Linked DNA regions of Mus musculus: region 1 is linked to region 2. The links are chromatin contacts, called in public promoter capture Hi-C maps. All regions are on one chromosome and are shown on one strand. Each heading gives the region's core, a stretch centred on a gene start, on an enhancer-like site or on the middle of the called end of the contact. The rest is flanking DNA. Distances are from core to core; before and after follow the strand shown. Region 1 holds the start of Mettl23 (methyltransferase like 23). Region 2 holds the start of BC018473 (cDNA sequence BC018473).

What was found. Capture Hi-C pulls out chosen DNA fragments and counts their contacts.
Region 1: a promoter capture Hi-C map of adipose tissue shows a contact between it and region 2. The contact joins the promoter of Mettl23 here to the promoter of BC018473 in region 2. A contact is called at or near these places in 1 of 39 promoter capture datasets (the 3T3-L1 cell line), 5 of 115 datasets of contacts at active chromatin or transcription factors (the HPC-7 cell line, bone marrow-derived macrophages and embryonic stem cells) and 2 of 9 other capture datasets (adipose tissue and liver).

The regions. Positions count from the first base shown.
Region 1 is chr11:116,841,908-116,847,335 of GRCm38.p6, forward strand. Mettl23 (methyltransferase like 23) reads left to right here and starts at 1,608. Exons shown (of 5, transcript NM_028865.3): 1 at 1,608-1,867. The coding sequence starts at 1,700. It overlaps Jmjd6 (jumonji domain containing 6), which reads right to left and starts at 1,542. Exons shown (of 6, transcript NM_033398.3): 1 at 1,158-1,542; 2 at 425-813. The coding sequence starts at 1,286.
Region 2 is chr11:116,749,555-116,754,767 of GRCm38.p6, forward strand. It overlaps BC018473 (cDNA sequence BC018473), which reads left to right and starts at 2,613. Exons shown (of 4, transcript NR_003364.1): 1 at 2,613-3,032; 2 at 4,016-4,111; 3 at 4,780-4,935. It also overlaps Gm11735.

The DNA.
Region 1 (5,428 bases), core at 358-2,857, 91 kb after region 2:
TTCTTAGCACCTCACATGATCCCAATGGCTCACAACTATCCATAATTGCAGCTCCTGAGGTTCTGACCTCAACCAACAGGCAGAGACTGGTAAAACATATACATGCATGAAGTTTTATTTAAAAAAAAAAAAATGCCCTGGAGGAATCCAGATGCCTCCCCACCCCCCCACCCCCATGGAATCCTTCTTCCGAAGTAGGACTATAAACAGGTCAATGTGTAGGGAAGACTTTCATTGCTTTTACAAGGTTAGACAGAGTTCTGCTAACAGGCTTGCGGATTTGTGTGTGTTTATCCAGAGACAGGGTTTCTTTGTGTAGCCCTTGCTGTCCTGGAACTCATTCTGTAGCCCAGGCTGGCCTTACAAAAATACCACTGCCTGTCACTGTCCATGGTTTTTGAAAACTTAACGTGAAATAATTTACCTGTAAGGGGGTCTGCGTTTCTCCCCCGCGTATTGGAAAAGATCATCTGTGAAAAACTTGGGCACCTTGTAGTCTTCCAAAAGTTTCCTTCTTTTGGGGTGTTCGCCATAGCTGCTATCGAAGATGTAAAGGGGACTGTCATCGCGGGTGCTCTCCATGTACTCGATGTAGTACTTCATCTTCATCTTAACCGAGTAGCCGTCATTATCCTCGCCGCACTTGAACTTCTGGTTCCGGTATTTCCTTTTGAGGCGCTCCAGAGTCCATTTCTCCTGTGCGGACCAGCCCTCTTGTGCATTGAGCAGAACCACGGGCTTGTAAGGCCTCTCGTAGCGCTCCACGAACTCTTTCACCGACAGCTGTAAGGCATCAGCTCTCTCCACGTTATCCTGCGGGAACAACAAAAGACCTGTCCCGTTAGGACACTGGAACAAGTCCAGTGGCGGATAAAGGTGTCCCACAGGGCCAATTAGCAAAGACACCCGTGAGCAATGGCACACACGAGCAAGGAACGAGCGAGCCTCTGCTCCTCCAGGGGGCCGGAGGGACGGAAGGAGGCCCACGTGCGTGCGGGCGAGCACGTCGCACCCGGAGCCACCCCTTCACGGGAGGGAGGGGCCCGAAGCTCCCACGACCGAGCGAGTTTTGACAGCCGGGCTGCGGGGCCCCATCGGGGGACCAGCGGCCCTCGGAAGGCGGGCAGCCGTCGTGTGGGGTCCCGCGCCCCGCTCACCGGCACGGCCGCGGGGTTCAGCGGGTAGCTCTCGTAGTAGTTGTGCCGGGTCCAGTCGAGCGAGTCCTTGAGCTCCGGCCGCGCACTTCGCTTGGCCTCGCGGATGCGCTTCTTGCTCTTGTGGTTCATCGTGAGCCGCTCGCCGTCCGGTTCCGCCCCGACCCCGACGCGGCTCGCGTTTCCTGCCACCAAACGCGCCCTCCCTCCCTGGCTGGCGCGGCCCCGAGACGCCCTTCGCTCCGGCCCGGCGCCTTTAAAGTCGCCTTCCAGAAGATTCACTCCTCAGCCGCCACCGGAGCTTTGGGTTGGGCGAACAGCGGCCTTCCTCCCCGCCCCACCGCCTCATGCGGTCCGCCATTGGCCTCAGCGACCTGCCAGACCCGCCTTCATGCACGCCAATTGGGCGCCATGTTGGGAAGGTCGCGTCGCCGACGCCCTGCCCCTCCCTGCTTTGGCCTACGCAACACTTCCGTCTGCGCGTCGCTTCCCTGCGGTCTCCTTCCGGCCGGGCCCGCTGCGGCCTCCGGCTTCCTGTGTTTGCCATGGACAGTGTCCGGCCCCGCGCTCCTTGGGCACCGCCTCCTGACCCGGCGTCCCTGGACTCCCCTACGTGCGAGCCCGGCCTCATGGCCGGGACCCAGCTCTTTCGGTTCCGGGAGGAGCCAGTTCCCGGAGGCAATCGGGCGGTGCTGGAGGTCCGCGTCCCGCAGGTGCGTGCGGCGGCACCCACGTGGGAGCCCCCTGTTTGGAGCGGGAGTGGGTTGTCCTTCAGTTCTCGGCTTCGTTCATTAGCACCAGGTCTGGTGTGAAGCCCGGTGAGGGGTTAAGTGCGCTCCAGTGACACATTTAGGGACAGTGCCAGGAAGTTCACTGAATTCCACCAGGAAAGTGGCTGTCTTGTCCTGTGATGCTAACTTTGTACTCTTTTGAAAGCATCTGTCAGTATATCTAACACGGCCTGCCCCCCTCCCCACCAAACCTCCGGGTACTCTTGATTGAACCTCTGCCTGTTAGGCAAGTGCTCCGCCACTGAGTGGTAGCCCTAACTCTCTGTTTTATTTCTGAGCTCAGGCAGGCTTTGAATTTGAACCCCCGTTTCCCGCTTCTTAGGGTTAGGAGTGTGCGCCACCATGCTGGCTTAAACAGTGCCGGGGCTCGAATCCAAGATCCATACACGATAGATGATAGTTGTGCTTTTGAGTTTATCCCAAACCCCGTAATCTTTGCTGTTTAAATTTTGGGACCAGGGATTCCTGTCTCCAACACCCCAATAAAATTTTATACATCGGCACTGGCTTGTTCCCTCCGAGCTCATAGCTACTCTAAAACTGACTAACTCTTCCCAGGTAGTCGGGTTTTACAAAGGATTTTCGTGTTGTAATGTAGGCAGCTGGACCATAGGTAGGTAGGTGTCCCTGGCAATAGTAAGGGGAGCAGAAGGTATAGCCTTCTGCTATACAATGCTGCCACCTGTAGCAGTCCTCGTTTGTTTGTTTTTTTTCCCAGACTTCTACACAAGTGAAGCAGAGATTTTGTTTTGAGACAGGGTCTCTCTATGTATCCCTGGTTATTGTGGAACACATTCTGTGAACCAGTCTGGACTCAGGGTTCACCGTGCCTCTGCCTTTGGAGTGTTGGGATTAAAGGTGTATTCCTCCGCCCTCCCAGCAGCCTCTAACATTAGAGAAGAGATTCTTGGCTGTGTACTACAGAGAAATATTTCAGGACAAATAAGCGTGAAGCAGAGTTGGAAGATACTAATAACCTGGATCTTTTTAAGTTTGGGCATTAATAGACAACTAGGAAAAGGACAAGAAGGCATGGGGTACAGACTTCATAAGTCAGAATACTGCACTTGAGTGTCTTAATAGCCATATGAATGATTTGGTAACATCTGGAGTTAAATTGTTTAAGGAATTTTTTTGTTTGTTTGTCTTGTTTTGTTTTTCGAGACAGGGTTTCTCTGTATAGTCCTGGCTGTCCTGGAACTCACTTTGTAGACCAGGCTGGCCTCGAACTCAGAAATCCACCTGCCTCTGCCTCTGCCTCCCGAGTGCTGGGATTAAAGGCGTGCGCCACCACGCCCGGCTGTTTCAGGAATTTCTAAGAAACTTGTTTTAGTAAATAAAACCATAGAACATTCTGGTTTGAAATATGTCAATATAAAGAACTCTGCTCCTCTGTAGACAAATGTCACGGTGAATTTTGTTAGTTGTACTAAAATTTGATCCTCACTTGGTGAGAGACTAGTCTTAGGGATGAGATCTTGACTTTCCCATGTCCTCCTTGTTTTTAGTTTGTCCTTTCTCAGCAGGTCAGTGTTACAGGGGAAAACACATAAGAGGCAGACCAAAACAACTTGTTTCTGTAGCTTCCAAATGTCTTCATGTCAAAAACTCTTGAATTTCCTTCCAAATTTAGGGAGTAAAGACACTCAATATGAGTAAAGAACCCCGGGGTTTTTATACACAAATCTGCATTTCTTCTAGAAACATCCTTCTCTGGGCCTTTATTGTACTCAAAGCCTAATCCATTGTGTTATAGACATATGTTAAGTCAGGGTCTCATGCTTAGGTACTGATATTTGTTTTTTGAGACTGGATTTCATTATGGAGTTCTGGCTGGCCTGCCCACTTGTGCCTTTCAAGTGTATTAAAGCCATGCACCACCATCCCCTGCTTTATTTTTTTATTTACAGATTAATTTTTTGCTGGAATTGATGGCCCATGCCCTTAATCCCTCCTTTAATCCCAGCATTCAAAAGGCAGAGGCAAGAGGATCACTGGAGTTTGAGGCCAACATAGTCTGCACAGTCACAACACAGTGACTTCCTCTCGAAAATGAAGAGTGGGAAGCTTTGAACTGCTGAATCTTCCATCTGGTCTGTATTTTTGCCCCGGGACTTCATTTACATCAAGTGCATAAGTACAGTAAACAAAACAATGTTTCTCTGGCTTTTTCCATCATTCATTTTCTAGTGTTCTTCATTCTTCTTGCCTCCACCCCTCAGTATTACGTTCCCTCTCTGCTCCCCAAATAAAGTTTATTTTTATGTTTCTTGTTCTTTTTTGAATCAAAGTCTATGCAATCCTGGCTGACTGAACTCATGGAGATCTACCTAGCTCAGCCTCTCAAGTGTTGAGATTAAAGGGGAGTATCACTGCATAGGCTTTTTATGCTTATAGGTATTTTGCCTGTATGTATGTATGTCTGAGCACCACCTATGTGTGTCCTCAGAGGCCAAAAAGGGCTATTAGGTCACTTGGAACAGAAGATCCAGATGTTCGCTGGCTGCCATAAGGGTGATGGAAATTGAACCCTGATCCTCTGGAAAAGCAGAGCTCTTTCCAATCCCTATTATTGTTATTTTTAAGTAGGGTTATGACATTTTGGCCTGACTGGCCTTGAGTTTGGGGCCCTCCTGTCTGCCCCCCTTCCTTCCAGTGCTGGAGTGACCAGTGTTTACCACTATACCCATCCATGTGCCGTTAGTGGACTGATGAGTAAACTCAGTCCCTAGAGTAAATTTGGCCCTCTCTTTCTTTTACAGCTTTGATAAGCTTTGCCAAAGCTAGTCTATCAGGGCACCCCTTCTTCCAGAAGACAGGCAGAAGGCTTATATTTCTGTTGCTAATATTCAGTGCTTTGTGCCTGGCATTGCATATTAACTACCCTAGGGAGACAGTGTCTGTAGTTGAGAGACTGAAGCCCTGACAAGTAGGTCATGTGACATTACACATCTGGATCTGGAGTAGTTGGTGGGGGAGGCTCATTGTGGAAGCATATTTTTCCTCTAAATGCTCCCCAGATTCTAATTGTTTGTTTTTACACAGAATCTAGAAGTCTAGTTCTGGCTGGCCTTTGATTTGTATGTAGTCAAGGTTGGCCTTGAACTTCTGACAATGCTCCTTCCTCCTATATGATAAGATTAGAAGTGGGAACCACATTCTGAAAGTTTTTTTTTTTTTTTTTTGGTTTTGTTTTTCGAGATAGGGTTTCTCTGTATAGCCCTGGCTGTCCTGGAACTCACTCTGTAGACCAGGCTGGCCTCAGAACTCAGAAATCCGCTTGCCTCTGCCTGGCAGATTTCTGAGTGCTGGGATTAAAGCCGTGCGCCATCACGCCCGGCTTCTCTTTTTGTTTTTTAAAATTCAGCCCCACACATGCCCCCTCCTGAGGGACATGCAGTCAGGCATGAGTTGAAAGACTTCCAAGATTTAGGAATGAGATAGGATAGGGACATGGGTCAGATGGAACAGGGTTTCTCTAGC
Region 2 (5,213 bases), core at 1,363-3,862:
AACCTCTGGTGTCTCAGGCACCTTGGTCAACAGCACCAGCTCCTTCCAGGGTTCTTTTCAAGACTCCTGACCTTACTCACATGGAACCTATAGGTGGCTCTGAGTCCCTCAGGCCTCGCCTCAGGTGCTTCTCCTGGGAATCACAGGAGTGGCATCTTCTTACCTGGAATCTTTTGCCCTTGGATCCTTAACAACGAAGAACAGAATAAAGAGCAATGCCAACACAGTCAGAAGCAGGAAAGCTTGCCTCTGGGAAAGTCCTCTGCAATATCTCGTCATGGTGGATGGCTGGTCCCTAACAGCATGTATGATGAGAGCAAGCTTCTTGAAGCAGCAGTCAGATCGCCTGCTCCTCAGGTGAGGGCGAGGGAGCCTCGTGACTCTGAGCTGTTCCAAAGAGCAGAAGAGTTAAGGGAAGGGCGGGACATTGGCGGAAGAGAAAGACTCTGTTCAAATAGGTTTTATTTCTGATGGGAGGGACCCAAAGCACAGTTGCCCTTTAGGGTCAAGTTTCTTAGTTTCTCAGAAATTGTGACGGGAACATCACCAGAAATCTGTGTGTCTGAGATTTGCTTTCATTCAGGGCCAATGGACAGCTTCACAAAATAGGTGCCTAGAGAGTTCTGGGAGAAAGGCATGGTGGGTGAAACCCTTGACACACAGCCATGAAGACCTAGGTTGAGTTTCCCAGCACCTATGCAAAGCCAGTCATGGTAGCAAAATGTCTGTAGACCCGGTGATTCTGTGGCAAGATGGGAGATGGAGACAGAAACATCCCAGAACTGCACAGGCCAGCTAGCTTGATGTATGCAGAGGAGAGGGGGCCCTGTCTCCAGCAACGTGGAAGATGATACAGGTACAGAAAAACAAGAAGCCTCAATGACGATGTCTTCAAATGCCAGCCCCTGCAATTCTACCCCTATACCTGCCTGCCTGTTTGTTGGGGTGGCCAGAGGCAGGGTACAGGGGTTAGGCCCTTTCTCACTCCAGCATCAATCTGAATAAACAGTTTCTCTCCTTTCAACTGTCAGATCCAAAAGGCTCTCAGGACAAATGGCTACATGTTGTGCCTATTAACCTAGAAAAGGGCAGATGCTGGCCTCCTTCTGGCTCGCCAAGTCTCACAAGTATATACTACCACATCCATGCTGGGACATTGGCTCTTCTCAGCAGTTCTCAAAGGGGCCCAGGGGATGGGTGCGGGGGATGATGGAGGTGGAGTGGATTAGGGGGATAGGGAGGGTGAGGGGCTGAGAGGGTGGAGATGCACTGAGATACACTATACTTCTGCAGCTCCTGTGTCTCCCATTCTCCAGATTCTCTTTCTCAACAACCTCACTCTTGTCTCTCTCCCTTGTTTTGTTTTGTTTTCGGGTTTTGGTTGTTTGTTTTCTCTGGTTTTAGCCTGCACATTGCCTTTCAGGCTCTACTTCTTCACCCATGGTGGGTGACTGGCTGATCCTGAAAGGGGAAGCAAGGTGTGAAAGGCTAGGAGTCTAGGAGACCTCAGTATCTCTGAGCACAATGAATATGACACTGGGGAGACAGCTTCGGTGAGCCAGCTTATTTCATGGTGGAAACAATCGCTATGTAAACCTTTAGAGGATGGGTAGGGATCCTGGGTGAGTGTACATCACTGGGTGTGGCCAGGGTATGCGGGATGACTGATTGGAATAAGAAGAAATTCCAGGCGCTGCAGGACAGGACATTATTAAGGGGAGAATTAGTTTAACCTGGCTACTAGGCTCTATGACCTCCTCTGGGGGGCAAAGGTTGGGGAGCAGGGCTACCTGTGCTGGAATATGCAGGCTCAGAGTGGGGTGGGGCGCAGAGGGGATGACCCGACTCCTGCAAATCTTAGGACGGAATTTCCAGGGTTTCAACATGCCCTGACCCCACTCTTTCTCCAGGGTGTTACCTGCTCCCAGGTTCCACGGCCCTCCAGCCCCACAGCACTCTCTCTGTCGTCCTTTCTCTTTCTCTCTTTCTCCTCTCATGGCCAAGTCCAGCCTACTGTTCATGTTAAATCTACTTCCCGCCTACCCCCCCCCCCCCCCGTGCATTCTACACTCATTCAGATGCCCCTGGCTGTACTCTTTATTATATCTATAACACAAACTTCCTGTTCAACCACACCTTGGAGGGGTGATGTCCTCAGTTCAGATATCACCATGCTCTCTGAAGAGGACCCTGGCTGCCAGTCCTCTCTGCCTTGCACGGGTGTGGAGACCACGCTGAGTTCACAATGAATCTGAAAGACTGCACATGACAGAAGCTTAATGAGACTTTCAGTATCTGTATCCACCGACATTTGCTGAGGCCTCAACACCATTTAAGGTCAAGCTAGGAACACAGATGTGTTTTCTTCCTTCCTTCCTTCCTTCCTTCCTTCCTTCCTTCCTTCCTTCCTTCCTTCCATCATTCCATCATTCCTTTCACTTTTTCTTTCTTTCCCCTGCATTCCAACTGCAAAACCCATGACTAGTAAACTTTGTTGTTGTTGTTGTTTTTTTTTTTTTTTAGCTCAGGCTGTCCTGGACCTCACTCTGTATATCACCCTGGTCTCCAACTCACAGCGATGCGCCCGCCTCTGCCTCCCGGGTGCAGATTAAAGTCTGCACCCCCACCTGGCCTGGAAACCCATTATTAAGAAACCTCCCTGACAGTGTTTCCTCTTGTGTAATCTTAGATGGTCCACCTGCTTGTGAGTTTCCATCTCATGATGCTGTCTTACACACGTTGATTGTGGTTTTTGAGTTCAAAACCTGCTCCCCCAGAAGAGTAAGGGTTGCAGTGGCAGCAGCTGCATCTGTGTTGTATCCCTGACTGCTCAGTTTGCTGTTCAAATCAACAAAGTTTCTCTGGTTAAAGAACAACAACAACAACAACAACTTGGTGTGTTCCTGTTGTTGGATTTTCACCAGACTCTCCGCACCATCGCACACCAACATTTTGGGGGTTTGTCCAGGATCCAGAGCCCTGATACAGAAGTGCAATTTTTTGAATTGGCAACTTCAGGGGAAACACTGGAGGTGAGTCTGGTTTTGATGGGGGAGGGGGGTGTCTCGTTTGTCTGTTTCTTCTATCAGTCCCTTTGTCACATTTAGACATTCTGTGTTTGTTAGTGTCTGGTCTTACATTCATTTCTCTGTTCACTGTCTGTGTCTTCTTGGTCCTGGATTCTAAGACAGAACAGAAGCAATTCGCCACCCAGTCCTCTCTTGAGCTTCTTCATCATTTTAAGGAATTTTAGAAGAAACTTCTCCATCTGGTAATAAAGTCTACCCTGACAATCTTGTGACATTCTGTCATCTCAAACGGCCCACCTTCAGGATAGACTGGTGCCCAGGGGGTACTTTCAATTTAACTGTGGTTTACTGCACACAGGCTGTCAACTTTGCATGATAAGGACATTCTGGCCAAGGCTCCTACTTCAAGGCTTGGTGATGTCTTGTGGAAGAGCTACTTGAATGGCTCAACTCTCTCTTGCTGGAGTCGAGCAGCGCCTCTTAAGTCCTCCCCCTCAGACCCAAGTCTCAGAGGGATGAGAGGGAGATTCCTGGTCTCCCCTCCATGGACAAGGACACACCTCCTCACTAACATTGTCCCCTCCATTGCCCAACCTTTCACACGACTCATGGATCTCTTCCTACTTCTGCTATCCCTGTCGTGGAGCTCCACCTCTAACTCCTTCTTCCCAAGTCCCCATTACACCAGGACCGGTTCCAGATATTGAAGAGATCTTAGTGAGGAAGACCACTTCTGGCAGAGTCCCCACCTTAACTCTATGTAAGGTGTGGACACTCCCCATGGCCCCGAGATGAGGACCCTCCCATGGGCCCCGAGATGAGGACCCTTTCATGGTTTAAAACAGCCTCTTGACCTCTATCCTCAAAGAATCTGAATCCTTCTTTTTCAGAGAAACTCCAGGGTTTAACTTTTCTCTTGGAGACTATACCCATCAGCCAACTTGGGATGACTGTCAACAACTCCTGAGATGTTCTTTTCCTCACAGGCCTGGGAATGCATCTTCTGGGAAGCCAGGAAATTGCTTCCTAGTGACAACAGTCACCCTTCATATGCCCAGATTGGAACCCTAATGAGGCAGCAGGTAAGCAGCCCTTTAAGGTCTTTCACCAGACTCTTGGGAGTACTACAAGCAGCTGTCTGCTGGCCTACAAATTTGCCAAAAGTTAGTCAGGTTATTCAGGAACCCAAGAAGTGTCCTTTGGACTGTGATCTCCCTGGAATGCCTCACGGAAGCCTGGTGGACTTATATCCTGATAGATCCCAAAGCATAAGGAAACAGGAGGGCCATGAATACTGCCTTTTTGGCCCAGTCTGCTCCTGATAATATTGATTTTATGGCCCATTCTGACCTTGATAATACTGCCTTTATGGCCCAGTCTGCCCCTGATATCTGAAAGAAACTTCAAAGACTGGAGCACTTTGGAGGAGAAAACTTGTCTAAGTTGGCTGAGGTTGTGGCTAGAGTCTTTAATAACAGGGACACCCCAGATGAATGGCAGATGAAACACATGGCTCAAGCTATGTTGGCTGGGAACTAGAGGGTCCATTCCTAGGTTCAGATTTAAAAGGGAACAGGCCGTTGATAATGGCAAGAGAAGGCTGCCACTGGCCACCTGCAAGAAAAACCAATGAGTCTACTGCAAAGAATTAGGACACGGGAAGGAAGAATGACTCAGCTCTAGCGAGATCAAGGTCCCAGGATTGGACAAGGACCAAGTAGGTCATGGCTCAATCTCTTCCCTCCCTTAGCCCATGGTAACCTTGAAAGTGGAGGAAAAACCAATGGACTTTCTGGTAGGCATGGAAGCCAACTGAAGGAACCAAAGTGACTCCTAGCCACGAGATGCAGCCTGGTGCTAAACAATACCCCCAGTACAAGGAAATGCCATGTCAACCTCGAAAAAGGTACTGTTTCACACTCCTTTCTAGTTATCCCTGAATGCCCCAACACCCTCTTGGAAAGAGACTCGTTACACATACTTTGGGCTCAGATTGCCTTTAATGATGAGATCATTAAAAACAGGATGGGCAACCGAGTTGAGACGTGAGCTACCCTTCCCTTAGCTGAGGAATATCCTGACACCTCCAATCCCACTCCCCCGTGTCAGTCTGCCCTCCCTGATATGATAACCTATTGGACTATTTGCTAGACAGGTTCCCCAGGGGCTGAGGCAAAGCCAATC